Linked DNA regions of Cyprinus carpio: region 1 is linked to region 2. A link is a contact called in public Hi-C data. All regions are on one chromosome and are shown on one strand. Each heading gives the region's core, a stretch centred on a gene start, on an enhancer-like site or on the middle of the called end of the contact. The rest is flanking DNA. Distances are from core to core; before and after follow the strand shown. Region 1 holds the start of LOC109080247 (signal recognition particle 9 kDa protein-like). Region 2 overlaps LOC109080220 (protein enabled homolog).

Region 1 (6,927 bases), core at 39-2,538, 72 kb after region 2:
CAATTTGAAGAAGGTTTCCTTTCCAACATGACATTGGCCCAAAGCACACAGCAAAACTGACGACACAGTGGATGAAGGAGAAAAAGTTGAATGTCCTTGCATGGCCTAGTCGGAGCCCAGACTTAAACCCCACTGAAAATCTGTGGAATGACTTAAAGACGGCGGTCCACAAACGGTCACCATCAAATTTAACTGAACTTGAGCAGTTCTGCAAAGAAGAGTGGGCAAATATTGCAAAGTCTAGATGTGCAGAGTTAGAGACATTTCCCAACAGACTAAAAGCTGTATTTAAAGCAAAAGGTGGTTCAACAAAATACTGACACAAGCGGGTGATCCTCTTTCCAACTCTTTTTTTTCCTAACATGTTGGTGTTATATCTTTCACTTGGATGATATAAGTTCCACTGAGTAAATACAGCTGAATAAAACAAAAACCATGTCTGTCTTCATTTCAGACTGCAAAGCAAAAAAATTTGACTATTTTAAAGGTGCCTGGTTCTTTTCTTTACCTACTGTATATGTGGCTTGGGTATATGACTGAATGCAAAATGAAAGGGATATTATTTTGAATACAATTTCAAAATTTGTGTAAATTGCACCTTTAAAAAAAAGCCTACACTGCCATCTACCGGTACTTTCTTATACAGTTTAGTACACATGCATATTTGAACAAAACATTCTCGTGCTTTAGTCTCAGGACCCGTGTATAGTTTTATCCGTCCCACAACTGTATGTCATTGCTATTTAGAATTTATGCATTCTAAGTACAATGTACATCTCTTTGAACTCACGTGTCGTTTCAAATAAATTCTAAAAAAGAAAACATAATGTTGTGCAAAACAACTACGCTCAGTTTTAAAGATAAATATTATAAAATGTATGACAGTTCTTATATATTCCTCTAGGCAGAGGGCGCATGAATAGCACGTGTAATAGTTTATCTGTTATTCTAAGGGACATGTAACTAACATAACTACTGAACTCCGATTTAGCAATTACTATAAAAATGATTTTAAATACAGTCATCACAAATACTATGATTGATCCACCCAGCGCCGCGAAATGAAACAAGTACCACGTGACAAGCTCCGCCCGTTTTTCTACCCATTTAACGCTGGTCATTCCACAGTTCCACACGCGCATTCTATTCCTATGAACCAATCACGAGCCTCAAATCCGACACGTAGACTACGTAGTGTGTACGCATCAGTGTGCATGTTTTCTATTTGCCAGTTCAGCTGCCGACCAATCAGAGTGCATTTTTCTACGACTGAAGGTGGCCATATTTTATGCCACCTGGGTTTTGCTTCAAACAGCTGTATTTTGCTACGCCGTTAAAATATTTAATAAGATACCCTTTATTTACGGTTTATGACATCATGCCTTATTATCAGACGTGGGAAGAGTTTGCGCGAGCGGCAGAAAAGCTTTATTTGACGGATCCGATGAAGGTAACTGATAAACAACCTCTTAGTCTGAGGCTGCTGGCTACAGGCACAGCTCATGTTCACATATTTTACAGTCAAAAGCAACTTATTCAAATTTTTGGAAATGTGTTTTAGAGTAAATTTGATATGTCGTCTGTGCGTAAAATATATGATGTCATGTATATATTGCGTCTAAATGCAACTGTCGGGCAGAGAAAGGCTGCTGTATAAGCCCTGAAATGTACTTAACTGAACGTGTACTGTACTTGAATGTACGTAACTGTTTTGTTAATGTTATTTTTTCAGGTAAGAGTGGTTCTGAAATATCGACACTGTGATGGAAATCTATGTCTGAAAGTCACAGATGATGCTGTGGTAAGTTTTGAGCTCCTGCAAATATACGGTTTTGTCTGTGGTCTTGTGTAGGTCACGTTGTTTTGACTATGTTTTCTTTTAGTGTTTACAGTACAAAACTGACCAGGCCCAAGATGTAAAGAAGATCGAGAAACTGCATGGGAAGCTGATGAGATTAATGGTCTCCAAAGAGTCCCACAGTGGAGCCATGGAAACAGACTGAATGAATCAAAGGACCTGTTGGGATTGGACAGTTGTTTGTTGCTCAGTACTACTGGCAGTGAAAAGAGATGGACCTGCAGGAGGATGGAGATCAAGTTTGGTTGATGTATAGTGACTGTTTACTGAGAATGTTTAAGATTATGCTCGTTTGGAGAGCAAGCAGCGAGAACATCCTACAAGAGGCTGATTTCTGTGTTCCTGTTTGGAGATCGGACAATGTCATAATGATCATACAGCTGTTTTCATTTGGTCTGCCTATTATTTTATGTTTGGAGAAAGTACGTTTTAACTGCGACAACATTTAAGAAAACAGTTTGAAGCAGGACCTTCTTCATTTCTTAGATTACAATAAAATCCCAGTCCTGAAGTTTGTATATCCATGCATGAACAACACACACACCCAAATTTTTTTTTTTGTTTTATTATTATTATTTTATTTTACTCTACAAGCATTACTGTCTACAAATAATGAGTGTTTTAAAATCATTTAAAAAGCAGTTGTTGTTTATTTCAATATTTGGCAATATGCTTCTGTCCAAAAAACTGTTTTTTCTTAAGATAAGAGAACAGCTGTGAAGGGTGTCAGTTTTATAACAACTACAACTACTCCAAGTTCTCAAAATTGTAACGTAGTTTTTGAACTATTTAAATTTTCGGTTTTATATCTAATTTTACTGAAACTTCTGTTTTGGTTGATAGATGCAATTTATTGTTTACAGGAAATCTGGCCTACCTGCTTAGGATGACCTACCAGTAGTTTACCCCCTTAAACGGTCATGTTTAAAATAGCAACTTGGGTTCCTCAGGCGGACAAAAATCGTGTGAGGATGTACAGCCACTGTGGTAAATGTTAAGACATGGATGCAGAATAAATCTCTCTCTATAAGCTACAACCATGGATATCGTATTTTGTGAGTAGGCCATGCTGAGCAGGGAGATTTTTTTCAGCGCTGTCATCGTTCTTTAAGGTAACCTACACAAATGTTATCATGACACCAATATGTTAGTTTAACAAACTAACGGATATAAATTGTAGTGAAACATAAGTGTATTATTACCTCAGAAAACCCAGCGTGCGCTGCTCTAGTCAACTGTAACAGGCAAAACGTCTCGTGCTTCACATCTGTTTCTTCCATACACGAAGCCAAAATAATATCACAAATTACCATGGTTCAATTATATTTGTAAAACGTTTTCTTTTGGTTACATTTTAAATATTTTGATTTCTAGAACGACTTATTGCAAAAGGTTATTACCTAATTACAATCACAACATTGTGAAAAAAAAAAACAGACTCTTGCAATCACAGACAGGTGGTGTAAAACTCTCGAAGTAATTGAAAGATCCTGTGCCGCGAACTTTAAATATTTCACATACATTTGAAACTCCAGTGTTTAGTTGATCTTGATAAGCGTTCGTCGTCACACCTGTAAATACTACGGCTTTCTTCTTTCTTGAGGGGGTTTGGCACAACGGTATCTTTGTTTCCGGACAGAACGTTAAAGAAACGTAGACTATAAAAACGCGAAACACACGTCTCTCGGAAATCCTGTAGAATTCAACCAATCCGATGACGACTTCGACACTCCTGAAGTGTTTCCACTTTTCATATGATCATATGATGTCTATGATATGCATCATACGTTTAGCCAACGATCCGTGGGAGTGACGTCTACTTACTTTGCTACTTATTGAGGTGAGTGTGCTTCATGTCTGGTGTTTTTAATCATGACGTTTTTGCAGAATTAAGCTAGTTTTTCATTAATATTAATCCAAAGCAACAGCATATCAATCGGTTAACGTGTTGCTATAGCACGTTCTGTACATGTGTAATTATGATTATCAAATCACTGGTTATGCTTGCACTTCCTCGTTCAATAATAAGTTTATTAAGGTAAATGCAATTAAGAAGTCACTACTGTGCATGTTATTTTAGCTACTTGATGGTTCATATTTTTTTTCTTTCAAGAAAAAGACTAAAAAAAGAGTTGCTTATTAGTCTCTTACTAGAATTCCACTAAAATTATTTAGCCTCAGATTAAAATAATTATTCAGATATTTAAAAAAAAAATTGTTTGTGTAGAAAAAGTAATATGTCAGGTGAATTTATGATATTTATGTGAATAATACATAATTAAAAGAACAGCCCACATTCTGACATTCCTGTTTACAGGGTGTTTAGTGTGCGTTGGGAGTTAGACAGAGAAGTGCTTTGTCATGAATTGTTCCCCAGATGTTGTAACCACAGAGCTTTGTCCATCCTAATCCCAGTGCTGGGAATGCTGTGCAGCAATAAACCTTTGCTCCATTTTCCTGCATGCATGCAATAAAAGCATGTTGCTTACCCTTACCAAAAAGTAGTATACTTCAAGTTTATTTTATTAAGTATACTTAAGTATAGTTCAAGTATATTTAGACTTTTTGTAAGTATAAGTCAAGTATACTTAAATGTCATTTTAAGTATATTTCTGAGAAGTACATAAAGCCCATTTCTGAGAAGTACATAAAAAGTAAACTAAAAGCATACTTTCCTATTTTTTGTTTAAAAGAAGTATACTAATAGCACACTTGAATAAACTTCTTTTTTGTAAGGGTAGTGCTCGTATAAAAGGTTCAGACTCTTCAAGGGGTGATCCATGAGCTAACTATCATCATTTCTACCTTGCGCAAGACACTCCAGCTTACTCCAAGGAGATAAACATGTTATTTGCTTCATTCTAGGACCTTAAACCATGTACATCGAGTTGGCAGTGGCATTGGGGCTCGGAGTTGTGGTAGCCCTGGTATTCCTGAAGAAAAGAAGAAAGAGTGTCCTTAAAGCACATGATGGGTGGTGGGGTGTGGGAGCTTGTCCCCAAGGACCCGAGGACGACAGTATCCGCCCTTTCAGAGTTGAAACAACTTCAGAAGAGATTGAGGTAATTCCTGATGTCATGATCAGAATAAAATTTCATATAGATGTTTCACTGGAAATACATTTTGGTGTGTATTGTCTGTAGCAAAATCTCCTTTATTATCTTTAGGATCTACACCGCAGGCTAGATCAGACCCGCTCCTTTCCTTCTCTTGAAGACAGTCAGTTTAACTATGGCTTTAACTCCAAATACCTTGAGAAGGTTGTGTCTTATTGGAGGAATGATTTCAACTGGAGAAAACAAGTGGATAAGCTAAACAAATACCCTCATTTCAAAACCAAAATCGAAGGTGAGCCCTGACTAGTACACAGCCATAGTAATGGTATGATTTTTTGGCGCTATTCAGCATTACATCACTTGTTCATTAATGGATCCTCTGCAGTGAATGGGTACCGTCAGGATGAAAGTCCAAATGAGCTGATAAAACATCACAATAATCCATGAGTAATGCACACAACTCCAGTCCATCAGTTAACATCTTGTGAAAAGCTGTGTGGTTAAGATTTTTAAACCTCACTCCCATCTGGGTCACTGCGCCAATGTAACACCTCTGGTCCTAACCACCCCGCTCCGAGCAGAACTCAAACCTGGGTTGCTGGCATGGAAGGTATGCATGCTAACAAGGATGCTAAAGACCGCAGCCTCTAGCATCAGTCACTAGTGCGCCTCTTGAGATCAGGGGAGTGAGGTTTACCTGCACAGCTCTTACCAGCTGGCCTCCATTTCACTTTAAGTTAAAAAAACATCTTGAAAAATTTGCTTCTTTCAAACACAAAGCTTTTTGCTTCAAGACATTAATTGATCAACTGGAGCCATGTGGATTATTGTGATGTTTTATCAGCTGGTTGAACTCATTTTGATGACACCCATTCACTGCAGAGGATCCTTTGGTAGGTAAATGATGTAGTGCTAAATTTCTCCAAATCTGATCTGATGAAGTAACAAACTCATCTAAATCTTGGATGATATGAGGTTGATTAAATTTTCACCAAATGTTTATTTTTTTGGGTGAACTATTCCTTAAAGAACTACATTTCTGTGCAAGAAGATGCTTCTGTTTGATATTTTATAATACTCCACAACTAATTTCATTTTTGTTTTGTGTTGTGTTCTCTGTTTAAATAAAGGTATTGATATTCACTATATTCACGTGAAACCAAAGAGCCTTGCTGAGGGAACCCGTGCTGTGCCTCTGATGATTGTACATGGATGGCCAGGCTCCTTCTATGAGTTTTATGGTATGATCCCCCTGCTTACGGAGCCATCCAGTCCTGATGACATTACCTTCGAAATCATTTGTCCCTCAATACCTGGTTATGGTTTCTCAGAGGCCCCACATAAAAAAGGTAAAGGGCAAACAACCCAGCCTAACAGATATTTTATTGTTTCAAATAAATGTGGATTAGTCTATTAAATATTTTCCCTGTTTTGCTTTTTTTTAAAAAAAGAATCAAAATGTATACTTTGCACAGGTTTTGACAGTGTATGTGCAGCACACATATTCAATAAACTGATGAAGAGGCTTGGTTTCAACCAGTACTATGTTCAGGGAGGAGACTGGGGCTCGCTTATTACAACTAATATGGCCCAGCTGGAGCCCAAGTATGTATAAAAGTAGTGCTTCTCAACTTTTTTGACTCCAAGGCCCCACTTTATCCAAAACATTTAAGTCCCCCTGGGAAGTTCATGTTTACAAGTTGGGAAGTAATTATAATATTAGATGCATTCAGTTTGGAGCAAAATGGCATTGTAGCTTTTCTACAAAAAAAAAAAAACAACAATTTTTATTTGGCAGTCTATGGGACAGTCTCAAGCCTCCCGGTTTTCATCCAAAATATCTTAAATTGTGTTCCAAAGACGAACGAAGCTTTAACAGGTTTGGAATGACATGGAGTAAGTGAATAATGACTAAATTTTCATTTTGCGGTGGAGTAACCCTTTAAAGTCAGATAACCCTCAAGGTTAGAGAAGATGATGTGTTTAGAAATAAACAGTGTAAAAAGTAATTGA
Region 2 (6,669 bases), core at 403-2,902:
TGACGATGTCTTTCATACTTTTCTGGACCTTGACAGTGTAACTTATTTGGCATTCTATGGGACAGTCACAAGCCTCCCGGTTTTCATCCAAAATATCTTAAATTGTGTTCCGAAGATGAACGAAGCCTTTACAGGTTTGGAACAACATGGGGGTAAGTGATTAATGACAAAATTTTCATTTTGGGGTGGAGTAACCCTTTAACATGTTTTTCATCATTTTACTTCAAAGAAACATTAACCAAAAATTAATTCTGTCATTACTAACAATCAAGTTGTTTCAAACATGCTATAACAGTATAGGGGCATTTCTAATGGCAAGAGGAAAAGCTGTGGAGTGAATGATGAGACAATTTTAAAAATAGTTTGTGAAATCAGAAAGCTGTCATGGGAAACTGGATAGATGATAAACAACACATCATCAAGGTCTTGTCATCAAAGTTTGCATTAAAACAGATGATCCTGCTCTCCCACATGTCTTTTTGTATCAATGGGCATACCTGATGTCATTTCCTGGGAACTTGCCAGACACACCTTCCACTCAGCATGAGTGTCATCATCACCATGACAAATACCAGCATAGGTGCAGTGACATCATGCCTCCACATGTTTCCAAAGAAGAAAACAAGATGGGAAAACCACACCTCAATCCAAGACCCATTTAGAAGAGCAAGTTTATGCCTAAGGCTCCAACGAATGCAGTCACACCTGAATCGATAGTCACTCCTGCTCTCTCATCAGTTCTGTCATTCAAATATAATACAAACAAAAAAATATCATTATCAAGTAACTGCAACACACTCTCTAAACTACTGGGTCATTCACATTTATAAACCCATCCAAAACAAATACAAAACAAGATCAGTATCAAATATTTTATTTTTCATTTAATAAAATTCTGCATTTGCATATGTACATTTGATTAAATACTGAACAATATTTGCATCATCACTTGCCTTAAAAACATTACAAACCACTCCTACTCTAGCAACTGTTGTCATCTGCCTTATTATCAGGCTCTTTTCTACTGAAGTTTACCGAATATATCCAGAAATATAGTAAAACACTGTCTAGGCACTTAAAATAGTGACACAATGTACTTTACCCTGTTTTTGAGTTGGGGGCATGTTAGCAAGAAAATATGGCGGACACAACAGATGCAGCATTTATATTGCTGGCAAATTCATTACAAATTAGCACCACAAATTATTATTTTTTATATTTAATATGAAACTAAGTAAGGTGTCTTAACAAGGGTCGATTCTTGAACATCTGAAATGGATAGAACAAATGCAACTGGGTTTAGTCGAGGGGGAATAAAACTATACAGAGCTATCAGTGAATCCACAAGGGCTACTATGAAAATCTTCTGAAAGGAGCTTCCATATGCTTGGTCTACTGCCCGAGTTCTCTATATCTGCTTAATTTAGTAGCCTTGTTTCACAGTTGTTCTTGTACCTGGCTTCCCAGAGGATGTATTCTGAGCCACTCCATTATGAAATGCTGTTGAGGCATGGATTGCTGAGAGCGTGTCCCACTTCCCCCAAAATCCCTGCTGAGCCTGAGCCAAGCTCTCAGAGATGTAATTAAAGAGCAGAGGAAGCCTTGTTTATATCTGTGATCATATACTACCCCAAAAGACCATGGCAGCCATACCGGAGCCATCCATAAGTCATCCCTGAATAGGGATTTAGTGCAAGCACCCTACAGAGATAGGGTCAAATGGATATGTGATATGAGAGGCCTATATTTAATTTCCATGACACATATGGGTTAGGCGAGGTTAACTTTTCATGATGCAATTGCCGTGCAATCCCAGTGATCCTACAGGGGTGGAGAGGTCATAATAATATCAAGGGCTTCTTGTTTTCGGAAGCTGCTGAAAATAAACCTAGAACAAACATCACTTTAAACCAAACTGGCATTTGACCAACAGGAAAAAAGGATTTATGGGATCAAATGTGTGCGCTCCTTGTTTCTTAAATAAGAACGACACCCCAGACCTGTTTGCAAGTTCAGTTCGCACCATTTCGGTTGAGAGCTTTATTTGTGCGTAATCCTATTGGACACATATACATTCCCTGGCATAGGAGATCACAACATTCTGAAATAACGAGCAGCACAAACACTTAAAATTAGAAGCGGGCCCTGCTCTCTCAGGCAAGAGACTGGAAGGGGCCAAAATACGGGGTTGAGGGGTTCAGCATCCTGGGCTGCTACACTAAGAGCTTACTTTAGTAGGCCTTTTTTGATTTTCATATGTATCGGAACTTTCTGACCATGTCAGGTAAACAAGCACTCTAGTTCTTCAACATTCCAGTGCAATTATGTAATAATCCTTTTCAACAAAACACGTGGTCACTTAAAAGTATGGTTTTGTTCCACTGTAATGACAGTGAAGCATGACAGGGATTGTTCTCATATTTTGGAACAGAACCAGAGACACTTGTCAAAGGGTCATCCAATATTCTGTCAAGAAGTTAAACCTGACACAGAGTCGGCAAGTCAAGAACTGTATATAAAAATTAGAAAAACAATGATCAAATAGCAGACATTTGATCAAAAACAATATCAGTTTGGAATCTACGTTAATTAAGGGCAATGGAAAAACTACAAGCAATGCAAAATTTCCTTACTTCCCCCCCTCAAACACCCCGTTCTCGAACATGGAATAAGGGCTTAAAAGATGATAAACATGCAGCAGATCCATTTATTGGCGTCTCCGTTCCTGACATCAGTTACCAAGGAAACAGTAGCGAAGAGAGTGTAGGCGGTTCACAGCCTGATTCAGAATGTCTTCCAACAACTTACTACAACAGATTCTAAAGGCAGTATGACTTCATTGGATTTTTAAAACATTGGTCATAATACAATAGAAAATACAGGAAAATAAGATACAGAAAAATCTTTTTTTTTTCAAAACAAAACATAAAATTATTTATTGCATAGAAAAACAATTACATTGGTACATGTCAAGTCGTTACATTACCCTACTATAAAATACTCTATTAGGAATCCTATTTGTGGAGTATTTTGTCTAATTTTACTGGAAAAAAAATAAAATAAATAAAATTAAATAAATAAATAAAAAATCTTATCTTACCTGTCTTCAGAGATTCTATCTTTACAAGTGTGTTTTGTTCTACTGCACTAGCAGATTTTTTCACCTATTTTAAATATAAAGTAATATATGTATATAGATAGATATATAGATAGATAGATAGATAGATAGATATATATATATATATATATATATATATATATATATATATAAATATAAAATACACTTACAATCTATGAAAACACTTTAATATCTTTGTTAGATTTAAGTAAATTCAACTTTTTAGGATTTAAAAAAATATTTTACTGGTCAAAAAACAACTCATTTAAAACTCATTTACTTCTAACTCATTAAGAAGTAATGTATGTGAAGTTGTGTATATCATTTCCAACTTGAAGACACCAAAATGCTGATGGAAGATTAGTGGTATAGAAGAAAATCATGAGCAGTCAAAAATATCACAACAAAACAGGGCAAATTACTGCAATGCTTGAAAAACTGAAAAATAATTATATGCAGAAAAAAAGCCAACACTGACTAAAAAAAATGACAGACCGTTGTGAGAAAGTGAGCAGAATGAGCACCATATTGAAGTCTTTTTGGCACGTGCAATTCCCTTCTCTCCTGGAAAGGCCCGGCAATTTGGTTAACATCGGCTGTGTCCAAGCTAAGCCATATGGTGTCTTTTGCAAGACTTCCTCCAAAATTTCAACAGATTTGGGCCCAGCTCACTGATTCCCCCTTACACAGAAGGAAGAACATCTTTAAAAAGAGAGGGCAGTGCAGCACATCGCGAAAGAGCTCAGAAAGCAGGAAGTGGGCTTTCTCTAGCTGAAGGGTCATTCATGAAGAGATGACAGACATCCGGACATGGCTGCCGATGCATCTGGGTGCATTATTGTGCTGAAGTGTGAAGAAGTGGCTATGATTATGACAATCAGCTTTAAATGATGCCATAAGTCTGCTAATGAGGTGGTGGCTCTTTTCTCGCCCTGCTAGCTGGGTATGGTTGGGGGAAATGTTCTTTTGTGTCTCCACCTGACAGATGTGCTGAAAGCTGGCAGAGCAGTAAACCTGCATCAGTGTCCCAATGACTATTTTTATCCTCCCATTATACCACTTCCATGTCTTTTTAATCAAATACTAACACAGCATATTTTTGGCTCACAGAGTCGACCCACATGTCACTGCGGTTCTACTGGAGCTGGAATGGCCTGTAGAAATAAATGAAAGCTAAAAATTATACTTTCATACAAGTAATCCCCTGGAAACCGTAATCCTTGATATCCTAGTGATGGGAGACATAGCCAAATATTTATTTTTCCCAGCATGAAGGTAATACAAATATAGCATGTCTCAGTACAGGGAATGGCATGCAGTTAGGCCCAAAGGCATATAAATGCCCCACAAGATCATTCTTGAGGTCGTTCAAGAACTTTGTGTCATCATTTCATCGTGAGGTTTACAGAAATGCTCAAGTCTCTAATTCAAAGCATGTGTGTCTCCACACTAAAACTCTCCACAAAATTAAAAGACAAAAATAATAAAATCCCGAAACATTCTAAGCCTCAAACAGAGTTGTTCTTTTGCACAAACAAACAAAAATGGACACAGACTCATACTAAAAGAATTTAGATGTGAAAACAGAGAACAGAGTGACAAATCCTATTGAAGTCTCTATTTTAAGTTCAAAACTGCACTTTTCAGTCATTGCATCAATATAATTGTTACTACAAGTATTAGGATATTATGCAACACTAATTTCCTCATAATCGTGTCATTTTAAAGTTGTCTGCACTGGTCAAACTTGTATGCTATTAAGATAAAGAGAACTTTGTGTTAAAAAAAATGGTCATGTAGTGCATTAAAGTTTTTTAAAGAATAAAGAATGAAGAAAAATGTCTTTTCAAAGTAACTGTTCAGAGAAAATCAGTTGGTGCACTCTGAAAATAACTCAAATTCGTCTTAGCACCTTCCATGCAAGCATGTGACCTTTATTTTTAAGTGACCTCTGAAACCCTTTGACAAATCTTATTCATGCCACCAGAGTCCTGTGGCCTGTCTGACAGCACGATTAATTCATCTTCTGACAGTATGCAGATGCCCTGATGGCTGTTTATATACTGACTGTGAGAAACCTGCCTCTCATTCCTTTCTACTGCTCTCCTTCTCAGCAGCATTGTATCAAGTTTGCATCATGAGATGACATCAGACACCAAGCATGCTTTCAGTTCCATTGACTGCAATAGCTAAATATGGCTGTGGGTCGGCACGCTGTGTCCGGCCGGGTGGGCGGCAGCAGGCCAACTCTATTACACGCACTCAATGACATTCTTTCAGAGAATATGAGCCCTTTTCTTTCTGGCTGATCTTCCACAGACAGGGGAAAATATCCTTATAAGGAACATTTCCACTATTTGTACACTACAACACCTGACTGATGAACAAGATGTTAGAATGTATGAATGACTGTTTCAACTTCCTTAAAGGGATAGTTCACGCCAAAATAATTACTACTAACCCTCATGTTTCTTTTGAGTGAATTAAAAACAATATGCAACCAGTGGTGTCTGATTTCTAAATTTAATGACTTTTATGAGTTGGTTCTTTAATGATTAGTTCAAAAAGAACCTTTATTTTACACTCCGTTCTGCATATACATACTACATACTTGTTATAGTAATTACAATAACTGGGTAATAACTATACTAACCCTGAAACTACCCCTTTACCTAATCCTAACCCATGTAGTTACCTTATAGTATCCAGTACTTTCTTAGGTAAGTACACTGTAAACACAGGTAAGTGCACATACTGTAAAATAAAGAGTAACCGAAATAATTAAGAGTCTCTATTATATGCAAGCAAAATGCACAATTAAATATATCCAATTGAAACTGAACTGAACAGAGTTGTGAAAAAAAGTACCATAAAAGAAGCCATGCATAGCTATGATAGAATTTCAAAAAGTTGGATCCAGTGTTATTGTTAACAAATAAATATTAAAAAGTATCTTCATTTCTGTCATGACAACTCTCGGAGAGATTGACATGGTAATGTACATGACAATGTTAATGTATTTGGTCTTGGCGGAATAGATCTGCTACGCTGCTGCTGCGGCAGAGCAAGTACCGAGACCTGCTACTGCCAATACATCCACAGCATGCTGCTGTGAGCATGTAGGAAATACTGCTGCTGCACATAACACATGAACTTTTAGGGGGAAGTCGTGGCCTAATGGTTAGAGAGTTTGACTCCTAACTCTAAGGTTGTGGGTTTGAGTCTCAGGCCGGCAATACCACGACTGAGGTGCCCTTGAGTAAGGCACTGAAGCCCAAACTGCTCCCCTGGCGCCACAGCATAAATGGCTGCCCACTGCTCCAGGTGTGTGTTCATGGTGTGTGTGTGTTCACTGCTTTGTGTGTGCACTTTGGATGGGTTAAATGCACAGCACGAATTGCGTCACATGTCACGTCACGTCACTTTTTTGAATAACCCCATAGCATACATGAATCACCTTGTAACAGATCTATACAGGTGGAGCTGGGGATGGTGGAGGGTTTCTGAAGTGCACTGCCGACTGCTACAGCAAACAAAGCCAGGTATTTGAA

What was found. Hi-C and Micro-C count contacts between places; a contact is called where the count stands out from the background.
Region 1: a contact with region 2 is called in a Hi-C map of skeletal muscle, with 3 times the contacts expected there. The contact joins the promoter of LOC109080247 here to the enhancer-like site in region 2. A contact is called at or near these places in 5 of 8 Hi-C or Micro-C datasets (liver and skeletal muscle).

Annotation. Positions count from the first base shown.
Region 1 is chrA20:19,706,591-19,713,517 of ASM1834038v1, forward strand. LOC109080247 (signal recognition particle 9 kDa protein-like) reads left to right here and starts at 1,289. Exons shown (of 3, transcript XM_019095333.2): 1 at 1,289-1,450; 2 at 1,733-1,801; 3 at 1,884-2,369. The coding sequence starts at 1,289. The coding sequence ends at 2,003. It overlaps LOC109080243 (epoxide hydrolase 1-like), which reads left to right and starts at 2,835. Exons shown (of 9, transcript XM_042778026.1): 1 at 2,835-2,970; 2 at 4,724-4,920; 3 at 5,026-5,206; 4 at 6,045-6,263; 5 at 6,390-6,519. The coding sequence starts at 4,735.
Region 2 is chrA20:19,634,624-19,641,292 of ASM1834038v1, forward strand. All of the region lies in intron 4 of LOC109080220 (protein enabled homolog), which reads right to left. Among protein-coding and RNA genes, the nearest start is that of lbr, 22 kb to the left of the region's middle. Within about 2 kb of position 1,653, at least 1 of the 8 cell types and tissues checked has an H3K27ac peak or open chromatin away from gene starts, as enhancers often do. A contact at or near this core is called in skeletal muscle, where this site is marked.